Linked DNA regions of Mus musculus: region 2 is linked to region 1. Evidence: chromatin contacts called from public HiChIP or PLAC-seq data. All regions are on one chromosome and are shown on one strand. The core of a region is the stretch at or near the end of the contact, and the rest is flanking DNA. Distances in the headings are between cores, read along the strand shown. Region 1 has its middle 61 kb from the start of Gm24670. Region 2 overlaps Etl4 (enhancer trap locus 4).

Evidence for each region. HiChIP or PLAC-seq counts read pairs in DNA pulled down with a chosen protein or histone mark.
Region 2: a contact with region 1 is called in an H3K27ac HiChIP or PLAC-seq map of SST interneurons, with 4 times the contacts expected there. The contact joins two enhancer-like sites. A contact is called at or near these places in 2 of 115 datasets of contacts at active chromatin or transcription factors (SST interneurons and astrocytes).

Annotation. Positions count from the first base shown.
Region 1 is chr2:19,749,592-19,755,075 of GRCm38.p6, forward strand. No RefSeq gene overlaps it. Among named protein-coding and RNA genes, the nearest start is that of Gm24670, 61 kb to the left of the region's middle. Within about 2 kb of position 3,325, at least 11 of the 459 cell types and tissues checked have an H3K27ac peak or open chromatin away from gene starts, as enhancers often do. A contact at or near this core is called in SST interneurons, where this site is marked.
Region 2 is chr2:20,545,203-20,550,682 of GRCm38.p6, forward strand. All of the region lies in intron 3 of Etl4 (enhancer trap locus 4), which reads left to right. Among named protein-coding and RNA genes, the nearest start is that of Gm17171, 210 kb to the left of the region's middle. Within about 2 kb of position 2,664, at least 109 of the 459 cell types and tissues checked have an H3K27ac peak or open chromatin away from gene starts, as enhancers often do. A contact at or near this core is called in SST interneurons, where this site is marked.

The sequences.
Region 1 (5,484 bases), core at 2,075-4,574:
CACATATTAATGGACTAAGTAGCAAAGGAAGAAACATGATGGCATTCAGTGGGCTTTCTTCTTTTCTCATTTTAATTCAATCCAGAAGTCCACCATATGGGATGGCACTATCTACATTCTAGGTTGTCTTTTCATTTATCAATTCATCTTCTCTGGAAATACTCTCACAGATACACCTGGAGGTATTCATCATTACCCTGAGTTTTTATTAATCCAATGACATTGACAATCAAATAACTGTTATTGCACTTGGTTGCCCCCAAGAGGTGGAAGATAAGCCTGTATTCCTGAAGACACTGTGAACTTCATACACAGGACCCAGAGGACCCTGAGCTGGAACTTACCTGATTCCTTCTCTCTGAAGATTAGCATTCAGTGTACTAGAAAGTACTATGCAAGTTTTTAAAAGAGGCAAAAACCTAGTCCACCCAGCTATGATGCCTGTGAACCACACCTACTATCAACAGAGAGCAATAACCTGAAGGGTGTAGTAGTGGCATGCACATCTTGGTGGCAACCAACAGCTCATTCAACAAGTGTGAACCATGCCTGGTAGGAAACCTGGATAACTACTTAGTGCTAGTGAAATCATGGTTATTGGAGAAAAACCTATGAACACTAATTTGTTAGTCTCTAACAACAATCTATAATTTTTCATAAGTGTAGTCTTTATCCTTTATCTTAGAGAATTCTCTTTGCAACAAAGACCACTACATATTAATCACCACCAATCAAAATGCAGTGTTGTGGCACCCTGTCCCAGTGGATACATCTATAGAACACTCCCACACCTAAGGTTCAGAGAGCATTGCAGAAGGGGCAGAATGAGTCTTCTAGTAATATCAGAAATTATGCCCATAAAGTTTCTCCAATATGCCTTCTCAAATGTGAGCTGAACAAGAACAACTCCAATGGGCATGCCAAGGTAAATTGGGAAAAGCTTACAAATCCTCAGCCTTACACAAGGATCTACAGACAGCTGAGGAAAGCTGGGAGTGAGAGAAGTGGTCATCCCCAGGAAGGATCACACCAATTGGTTTTCCAGTGCCAAGTGGTCAGCCCTGGAAACATGCATACAAGTAGCATTATATGAGCTGGACATGATCTATTTAGGAACACACACACACGTGCGCATGCACACACACACACACACACACACACACACACAGAAGTGAAAAATATAACTATATGATAATCTCAGACATAAAACAAAAATAGTATTATGTTCAATTACAATTTGCATTTTAAGAATATTTTCAAAATATTCTTGTTACCTATTAAAGGTCTCTACATTAAAGCTTTTTGTTTTAAATGTCACAGGGCACCCATGAGGTGGGTTGTCTTTCATCTTATCTCTTACATAAGTGGATGGCTCAGTGTTTGCATATGTGTTCATATCTGAGAATACTTTGAAATTTACTTGAAAATATACTCCTGCAGAGGATAGATTGTGTTCTTAACACACAAGTGACTATGCATAAAGGGGAAGAAAATGGTAAATATCTCAAGTTCACAGACTGGAATCTATGGGCTGGAGGCTAGGACAAAAATCAACAGACGAAAATGAGCCAAATACGAGCATTCATCACTCCCTGCTTCTTGACGGAGGATGCAATGTAACAAGCCACCTCATGCTCCTCCCACTGGACCTCTCCCCTGAGAACGCTCAAACTGAGTGAAAATGCACTCTTCCTCCCCTAAATTGCTTTTTGTCAGATTTTTGTTCTTTTTGCTGTTGTTGTTTGCAACAGTTGGAAAATACCTAAAACACATAGTAACAGGGTCTATCTTCACTGAATAGTTTTGCTGTCTAAGAATGTTGAAGTCTTTCCTTGTTGTACACCTGTTCTAGAGACTGAACTCAGCCTGTATAGATGATTGAGCTGTGAGCTCTGCCCCAGTTTCTTTTGCCTAAATTTTTCTTGGTTCAGCTCTTATATTTTCCATTTTAGTTTTAAAATTGGCTATTTTTGTTTTATTACAATATTCTGGTTTTGTTGGTGCATATTTGGAGTTAGAGATGCATCTTTTAAGTACTGCTTTTTGTGTATCATTGAGTTTTCCTGTAGTCTTATTGATCCCATAGCTATAGGTTTTATTAATTAGAAGGGGAGTATTCCATTGGAAATTGTATTAGTCAGGGTTCTCTAGATTGAAAAGATATATATATATATATATATATATATATATGACTAGAGTGGTTTATAGGCTGGCATCTAAGTAGCCCAGCAATGGCTGTCTCCATACAGAAAGGCCAAAGGACTTTGTTTAGTCCACAAGACTGGATGTCTTAGCAGTCCAATCTGGTGCTGGAGTACCAGAGGATTCCTAGAGAGCTTCTGGTCTTCAGTCTATGTTGGAATCCCAAAGAAGTAGTTCTAATGACAGTGGAGAAAAGTCTTAGCAACAGAATAGATAAATTTGCCTACAAGAATGTGTGCAGGTAGGCAAAAAGTCAAAGCTTCCTTCTTTCATGTTCTTTTATGTGGGCTGCCACCAGAGGGTGTGGTCCAGATTTAAGGTGGGTCACCTCACCTTAAATGATCCAATGAAATCTTTCACAGGAATGCACAGGTACTAGGCTTTTAGGTGATGCCAGATATTGTCAGTAAGGTCACCAGTCACAGGAAATAACTTATTATTATTGACCCATAGAAATGGATGTTCACTGAAAACTGCAGAGGATGGAGTAGAGTTTCATAAAAGAAGATGTAATTCAGCTCTCGTCTACCATGTGCTGGGCTTTGTCCTCTGATCCTACTACTGAAAAAGGAAGAGTGGGTGAGGAGGTGAGGAGAGAGAGAAAAGAGAGAGAGAGAGAGAGAGAGAGAGAGAGAGAGAGAGAGAGAGAAAAGAGAAGAGAAGAGAAGAGAAGAGAAGAGAAGAGAAGAGAAGAGAAGAGAAGAGAAGAGAAGAGAAGAGAAGAGAAAGAAACACGTGTAGCTAGACACTTGGTAGTGGTGCCAGAGGTGTTAGTGAGGACAGCGGAAGTGTGCATACCTAATGTTGTGCTATTAATTTTGTTGATGTTTTGGAGTGGAAGCAGGAAAGCAGTAGACCCATAGTGTCTTTTAAAGAAGAAAGTATGTAACATTTTTAGATTTGAAGACAGCAGAGCCTCTAGGGGTTGCATTTCTTTTTACTCGAGGAGAGAAAACCGCAAGGAGCTGTTTAATTGTATTACTTCTTTTAATTGTATCGCTTCATGTTGAAAGGGTACTGGGATAAATAAGGTTGGACTTCATCACCGACAGGTCTATACCCTGCTCCTTTCTCCAAGGTCGGCTTGGAGCCGAATCTTCCCATTATCTCAAGCTTCAGCGCAGCAGACTGTAACCTGGGTTTCCTAGGCAACCCCAGTGGTTATGATCAAAGCGATGACAGCAGTGCCTAGTGATATTTCTCTCCTTTGCTCAAGACAAACTCTTCTAAGATCCCTAATTTCTCTGTTTGACACACTCCTTAAATAACTCCGCAGCCCTCAGTGGCAGCGCCGTGGGTTTCTATTCTCGAATAGGCCTCTCCGGTTCCACACAGAGACCTCTCCTTGTCTGCTGATACTCCCACTTGGTGGCATTGTCCCCTGATGCCCAAAAGGCATCACACAGGTGACCTATGGCCATGTCCCACTTTATTCCAACACAGAGGCATGCCACTTTACAGTTAAGCCATGTGGATACTCAACTAGAGTTCTCACATGTCAAAGGTGCTATAGCAGCTATGCAGAAACCCTGCCATGTTCTCTACTAAAGCGAAAACCATTTTTCCCCTGCGTTCCTGCATCCTGCATCGCTCTCACCTAGGAAGAGCATGGCTGCCTTGGGTTTTCAACAAACACATGTCCATAGGGCAGCAGGAAAGCAGGATATATGGGATAATGTTGTTAATACTGTCCTTACATTCTAGATGTCAAGCAATGAATAGTCTTAACCTAGTGAACCCAAATCCTGGTCTCCAGTTTTGATCATTGGATAACAGATGCCCAGAACTCAATTCCTGGGACCTTCCAGGGCCCAGGAGACTATCTGGATCCTAAGCTGAGTAGCTGTAATCCCTTCTGCTTGTCTTAGGCAATGACTCAGGATCATGCAGTCAGTCTGAATCATCTTAGTAGGCCTGTGGCCATCTGCTCAGACTTGGTGAGAAGATCCAAGTTGTGATTTTGGACATATGGTTTTTTTTTTTTTTTTTTTGCTTTTAAGCTTTATTGTCATTTCTTAATGAAAATGGTGCATTGTTTAAGATTAAGGAGTCATGGATGCCATGAACTAAACACACAGGAAAAACACTGTCTGAAGTGATCATTTTTCTTTGATGCCCAGTTAATGAGATAGATACAAGATGAAGAATAGATAGTGCATGCAGAAAATTGTGGCCATGGACAAAACCAAATGATTTCTGGGCTCATATGTTTTCTTCTTCTTTTTCTTTCTTCATTCTTTGGATTGGGAGTAATGGGAAGTTGTCCAAGAAAAATGTCTACCTGGTTGTTTTCCCACCAAGCAGAGTGCTGCTAACAATTGTCCGGTGTTTGTCTTCGTACAGAAAAATGATAAAGAATTTAGCATCCTCACCTCAGAACTATGGGTATGCTGCTTTTGATACTCATTATAATTCTTGGATTTGACTGATGTGAGCCACTGGGAATAGGGAGAAGTGGCTCCTTCCACATGGATACTTTTCAGGGGGCTTATAATAGCAGGCAGAAGTAGAAATGGCTTTCAGAAGCACACAGCTCTAATCTGCCCTCTGCTTCCAGGCAGAACTTTCACATAGTCACCCGAGGTATCTTGATGCATGTCTTAAAGACATCCCTTGGTTCCATGTTTCTATGTCTCATGGGCAATATTATTTGGGAAACACTTTACAGTTTTTAAAACTAAAGTCATTGATTCCTGTTCTTATTCAGTTCTAGCCTCTGATTGCTTGTGAAGTGGGATAGAAAGGAAGGTATATAAGTTCTGATGACAGAAAAATCTGAATGTAAATCTTGGTTCTACTACTTAGCAGGTGTGGCCTTCATCAAGCTGTATAATCTCTCCAAATTGGAATTATTTTTCCAACAGTTTTGAAGGAGAGCTGTAAAGCCCATGCCCTGACCCCAGTATTTTCTACATTAAAAAAAGAAATAGATCCACACCTATGCTTTCAATTATTGTTCCTGCCCTGTGTGTTATTTCCACAAATTCCTCAAATCTAAGTAATTATTTATGTCAATCCTGCTCCTTATGTAGCAGGTGATAGTGACATCAACCAATAAAGAAATCATAATGGAGAAATTCTGTGGAACCTGAAGTCCAGTACAGGTGGACTAAGATTCGGGGGATGGAATTATTTGTAACCCAATATGACTTCAGTGAAAGAGATGGATGATTCACATTATACAAATGGCTCAAGAGAATGACAAATAAAAATGTCCTGGTTCTTAGCTCAAGCTGATTTAATAATAGTTGTATGATAACAACATTAAATTCAAAGTATCTT
Region 2 (5,480 bases), core at 1,414-3,913, 790 kb after region 1:
TGCTGAGTGAGTACTTCACTACTTCTGTTACAACATAGATTTGTTGAAACAGATTCGAGTGTTATTTGCTCTCTTGAGTCAATTATAGATGCAAGAGATGTCGATAAATTAAAATCAAGCCAGATTATTACATTAGTTATTTTTCTTCCCATTACCCCTGAATACCTGGTATAAGAACCCACTTAAGGGAGGAAAGATTTGTTTTGGTTCATGGTTTGAAGCACTGTCCACAGTGCTGGGGAAGATATGCATGCTGGAGCAGCTATGGTGGTAGACCAAGGAAGGAAGAGGAGAAAGAACATTGAGGGAAGCTGAAGTACTCCGCCCCAGACCCCATCAATTACTAACTTCCCCTACCAACTCCCTGTCTCCTGAAGATGCCAAGGCCTCTCAAAACAGCACCAACCACTGGAGAGTAACTGTTCAAACAAACAAGCCTGTAGGACATTTTACATACAAACTATTACATTGTTTTAAATGCCTGAACTTAGTTACTAGTTTAGTAAGATCATGATACTATTCTTTAAGAAGTGTTGGCAGCTCTGCATTGCCCTCATTTGGGGACTGTAAGAGAAGTCCTTACTGGCTGGCCAACCTTGAATCAAATCTTGGCATCCGTGCCAACCTTCATGTGTTGTCCTTATGGCTAAGATTGCTGGAGCATGAAACTAGCCCACACTAAATCAGCCAACGTTCCCACATCCCATAATGATGTCATCCCCAGCATTTACCTCTGCTTGCCTGCCTATGAATGGGTTAATCCTGGCTTCTGCCTCCAACTTATTTTTGTAATTATCCTCATGTGCCTTTCAGATGCTGATTTTTTTTTTTAATCTCTTTTCCAAGCTTGACTTGAGTAAGCAAAAGCTGAGATACTGTCATTTCCTAAATAAGCTAAAGGGAAGATTTGGCCCATTATAACCACTCTGCCTGCTGAATCTATGTTCACGGGCTCCTCTCTAATGGAACGTCGAGGAATAACTATAATTGAATAGTGCTTCCACTCCATCTGCAGATTCCACCAAATCAAACCCAGATTTGGTTCTATCTTGTTTTTGTTTGTCTCGCATTGTGTTTGTGCCCCCATTGGGTGAAGCATAAGCTTGGGCTTCATCTGGATATATTTGCAACTCACAGAGGCAGTAATTGAGTCTCTGAATCTCCTTACCTACCCCGAGGGTTCCAACTCTGAGCTGTTGCATTAAACCCCACTAGTTCTTGGTTCCCTTCAAAGGTAATGTCCCATCTGTTGACTGTGAACTGGGGCAATGTAGAACTCAGATCTGTCAGGGCTATTCACTGATCCAAAGACCTTCCCTTTCCTTTACAGAAAGAGCCACTTCCGAGTTTTTGAAGCCAGTGCTTTGCTTTCTGCAGAGGACAATGTGAGCTTGGCATAGTGTAAAGGTTAACACTTGCTCTCTGGCCTCTGAGGGCAGGTGCTGCTGAGCCTTGTGCAGCTTGCTGCAGGGTGCTGGGGAATGAGAGCTGCTGGATCCTGCAGCAAGGCAGCATCCGGCTGTCTCCGGCACCGTGGTATTGTGTCTGATCCCATTCAGTCTCGCTGAAGTCCTTTATGCTGTGGCGCCTGACAGCCAATTGATAATGGTCTGTAAACTCTGGTGGATTTGGAGCAGGTCCATGCAAACGTTTCAGTGGCAGGCATCAGCAGTTTTAAACCCGTGTCTGTGCCACATTTGGAAGTGGAAAGAAGGAGTAATTAGCTCAGCATCATAACCAGGAAGTTTTCGGGACAAGTAGGGATTTTATTTTTTAAAGAATGTAATAGTAGAGCTGGAGAGATGGCTTAATGGTTCAGAATGCTTGCTGATGCTGCCTAGGACCCAAGATCCCTTCCCAGCACCCACATGATGGCTCATAGCTATCTGTATCTCCTGTCCCAGAGGCTGTGATGCTGCCTTCTGGGCTGCAGGCAGTGGGGCACACATGGTACACATATAAACAGGCAAACAAGCGAAGCACCCATCCACAAAACTAAAAGCAATTTAAAATCTTTAAAAAACAATCTGAGATAGTGAAAATTGCATACGTGTTTGTCCAGCTACTTGTATAAGCTTGGGAGACATGCACATGCTTGCTAGGAAAGGGTTAAAAATGTCTGTACCTCCTCCCACCTCTACAGCCACAGGCCACAGGCAAATGTACACAGCTGCACCCGCACACACAGACACACACTCAGGTAAGGAACCTGTTTTGCAGGTTTTCCTGGTTAAAAGTAGGTAGGGGGTTGGTGGCGGGGAAGAGCAGGAAAACCTTACAAGTGCAGACTGAAGATTTTTCAAAGTAACTTTACCCGGTAGAGAGAGGCACACTTGTGCCACTGTGAGGTTTTTTTTTTTTTCTTCCTCTTGCACTGATTAAGTGCATTGTTAGACAGGGAGGGGCAGATTAGCGAATGCCTATAATTTTGATCATTGTTTTCTGCAAAACAGCTCAGGCTTTGAAAACGAAGCCACCGTTTTTTTGGTTCCCTTGCTGCCAACAGCACAAATTACACCGCGCAAAGATCCCGAGCCCGGCTGAAAGGTTTCATTAATGAACAATTTCAGATGATTGTTTCAGTCTTTACTTGACAGGTAACGTTGGCATGTAGGCAGGTGGTGTTAAGGTTTCCATGGAGATTTATGATGTCATGCTTGAAAGAGCATGTCAAGACAGCCAGTTTAACAAGTAGTTACTCAAAAAGTCCTATAGGCTACAAATAGGCTTTATGCAAATGAGGAGAGTTTCACTGGGAAAAACTGCAAAAGAAAACAGCCGAGGCATGGAGGGGGGTTTACCTGACAGCTCGGAGGACGGATGAGTCCGAAGACCATTAGATTTGTAAAGTTTCAGAAGATGAACTAGGATTTCTTCTTTCGCCTCTGCCTCACCTGTGGAGTGCTTGGTACAGGTAAATGCATGTGCTTTTTTTTTCCTGTTTTTTTTTTTTTTTTTTTAATTTCCAGTTATTGCCAAAAGGTTATTTGGAAACCCTGTGGTCTGTTGTGAGCATTGTTCACTTGGCAGGAAGAATGGAGTCTATAAGCATAGCTTTTTCACACGGAGTGTTCCAGCTTTGGGGCTATCTTAAGGGCTTTTTTTTTTTTTTTTTTGGTTGTTGTTGTTGAATGAACTGAGATTTTTGAATAGAGCTGAAAAACAAGTAATGTATTACGTATTATGCTGATTGTGCCCATGGAGAATGCTGCAGGGACAGACGACACAGAGAGGGACTCACAGGATGACTGAGCATCAAGATACTGTATACATTTGTTGACTGTTCCCAGATGCTGCGCGCATGTGTGTGTGTGTGTGTGTGTGTGTGTGTGCACGCGTGTGTGTGTGTGCATGCACACGCATCTGAAGGTAAGACTCTGGTAATTCTGGATTTTCATTTTGTAAAATATGAAAACTAAAATCTTTGGAATATCTAGGAAATAACCTGGGACTCAGATTTATAAACAGGGCCCTTCTGTTTTCAAATGTGCTTGCATGTTTTGTTTTTTTGTTTTCCTTCATAAAAATGTTCGCTAAGGGGGAGGGTATAGGGGACTTTCGGGATAGCATTTGAAATGTAAATGAAGAAAATACCTAATAAAAAATTGGGGAAAAATGTTCTCTAAGACTGGAAAAAAATTAACTGTGCTGGAGTTATTAGTTTGGGAACTTTTAAGAAACTAGCTGTAAATAGCAGGATGGATGAAAGAAAGAGGAGGGAAAAGTTAATAGTTAGAAAGCTCGCTTCCAGACAGAAGCCTGGTCACCTGGTAGTGGAGGCAGGTGGATGGCCCTGTAGCCTTGATGGGTACAGACCCCTCAATTGGCAGCAGAGGAGACATCTCCTGCTGTTAACTGTTCTATGAGCAGTTAAGCTCCCCCTCTTCAAAAGAACATGGAGAAAATTCATTTGTTTCTTTCCAATAATACAAGGATTAAAGTCTGAGCTCAAGGTACCTGGAACAGGGAAACTAGGGACTTTTAAGACAAAACCTGCTTTGAAACTGTTTTGAATATGTAAGCACGGAATCAGAACTGCTGCTTTCGGAGGACTTGGATTAGCATTGGGATTAGCATTCAGTTCAATTGTTACCAGTTAGATCTGAAGGTGACAAAGGAGACGGAAGTCCTGTTTTCCTCACTGGCTGTGTGACTCGGGGAAAGTAAATTCATACCCTTGAGCCTCAGTTTTCACCTCCATACACTGAGGGTGACCAGTCATGGTGTCATCGCTCAACTCTAAATGTTGAGGCCTCTTGTATTATGGGTTGTTTTTGCTTAGAATGCATGAGGCAATTCTGTATTACAAAGCGCTGCTTTTTCCCCTCTTCTTTTCTATCCTCTTCATGTTTTTACAACAGCCAAGTAAAGACTTGTAGAGTCTGTGTCTTGCATTTTGTAGATGAGTGATCTATGAGTCAGAAAAGTAGAGTATATTATTACACGTTTGCAGATTCAGTATTGTTTCTCATGTTAATGAATATAGAGAAAATTATTTCATCATTAAAATAACTCCCAAGCAGCAACAAAGGAACAACTATATGTGTGTGCGCGCACGTGGATAATATATAATGTATACACACATATATAATACATATTGCAAGATTAATAGTGTTTGTGCTGCTTTTGTGGGGAGTTGGCTGAAATCATGTGAATGCATTTTTTACTGATAACCTGCTCATCAGAATTCAGGCCACTGTAAACACAGTGTGAGATTGCACCCACCTCACACTTTTCTGAATCTGATTCTCTTCAGGAATCAGATGTAGATGTCACAGTGATTATTGAAGTAGAAGCCAAGTCTCCCAGAAACTGTGGGTTCCACATGATGAGGAGTTCCAGGTAGCAACTCTTTGCTACCTTTTTTATTCTGGCCTTTGGCAGCCCCTCCCTTGTCTCCATCCCGGAAGTCTGAGCAGCTCTTGACTGGTTTCCATATCAGGATCCTCCAGCTATTGTCTCTAGGGTGCTGGAATTACAGGTTTGCACCACATCTGGCTCATGAGTAACAACAGTGTATCTAGTCAGGGGAAACACTCTGGTAGTTCTGGACTTTCCTAAGCACTTTTAAAAGTTCCAGGTTTCCAGAACTACCCAGAATCCATGCTGCCTGCAAAGGCTCTTAGGATGAGCTTGGGTGGCCTCCCAGAGTTGATCCTAGACTCCCTTTGACATCTGTGCTGCTGAAACTCTGAATGAATTCATTGTAGTTTAATGCCAGTGGTCATATGAATCCTGCTTTATGACTGACTCCAGTTTCCAGCCCTGTGTGTGTGTGTGTGTGTGTGTGTGTGTGTGTGTGTGTAGATTATCTCCAGAGACAATCTACAAACCCAAAACTAAATCTTTATTTCATAAGAGTCTCATGGCAGAGGTTTAACCCAGGGTTGAGAGTCTGCATAGCGTGACGTCTACCAGCAACAGAGACCCAAAGCTTCAGATACATTTAGAATCACTAGTGAATATTCATTTTCTTTTTA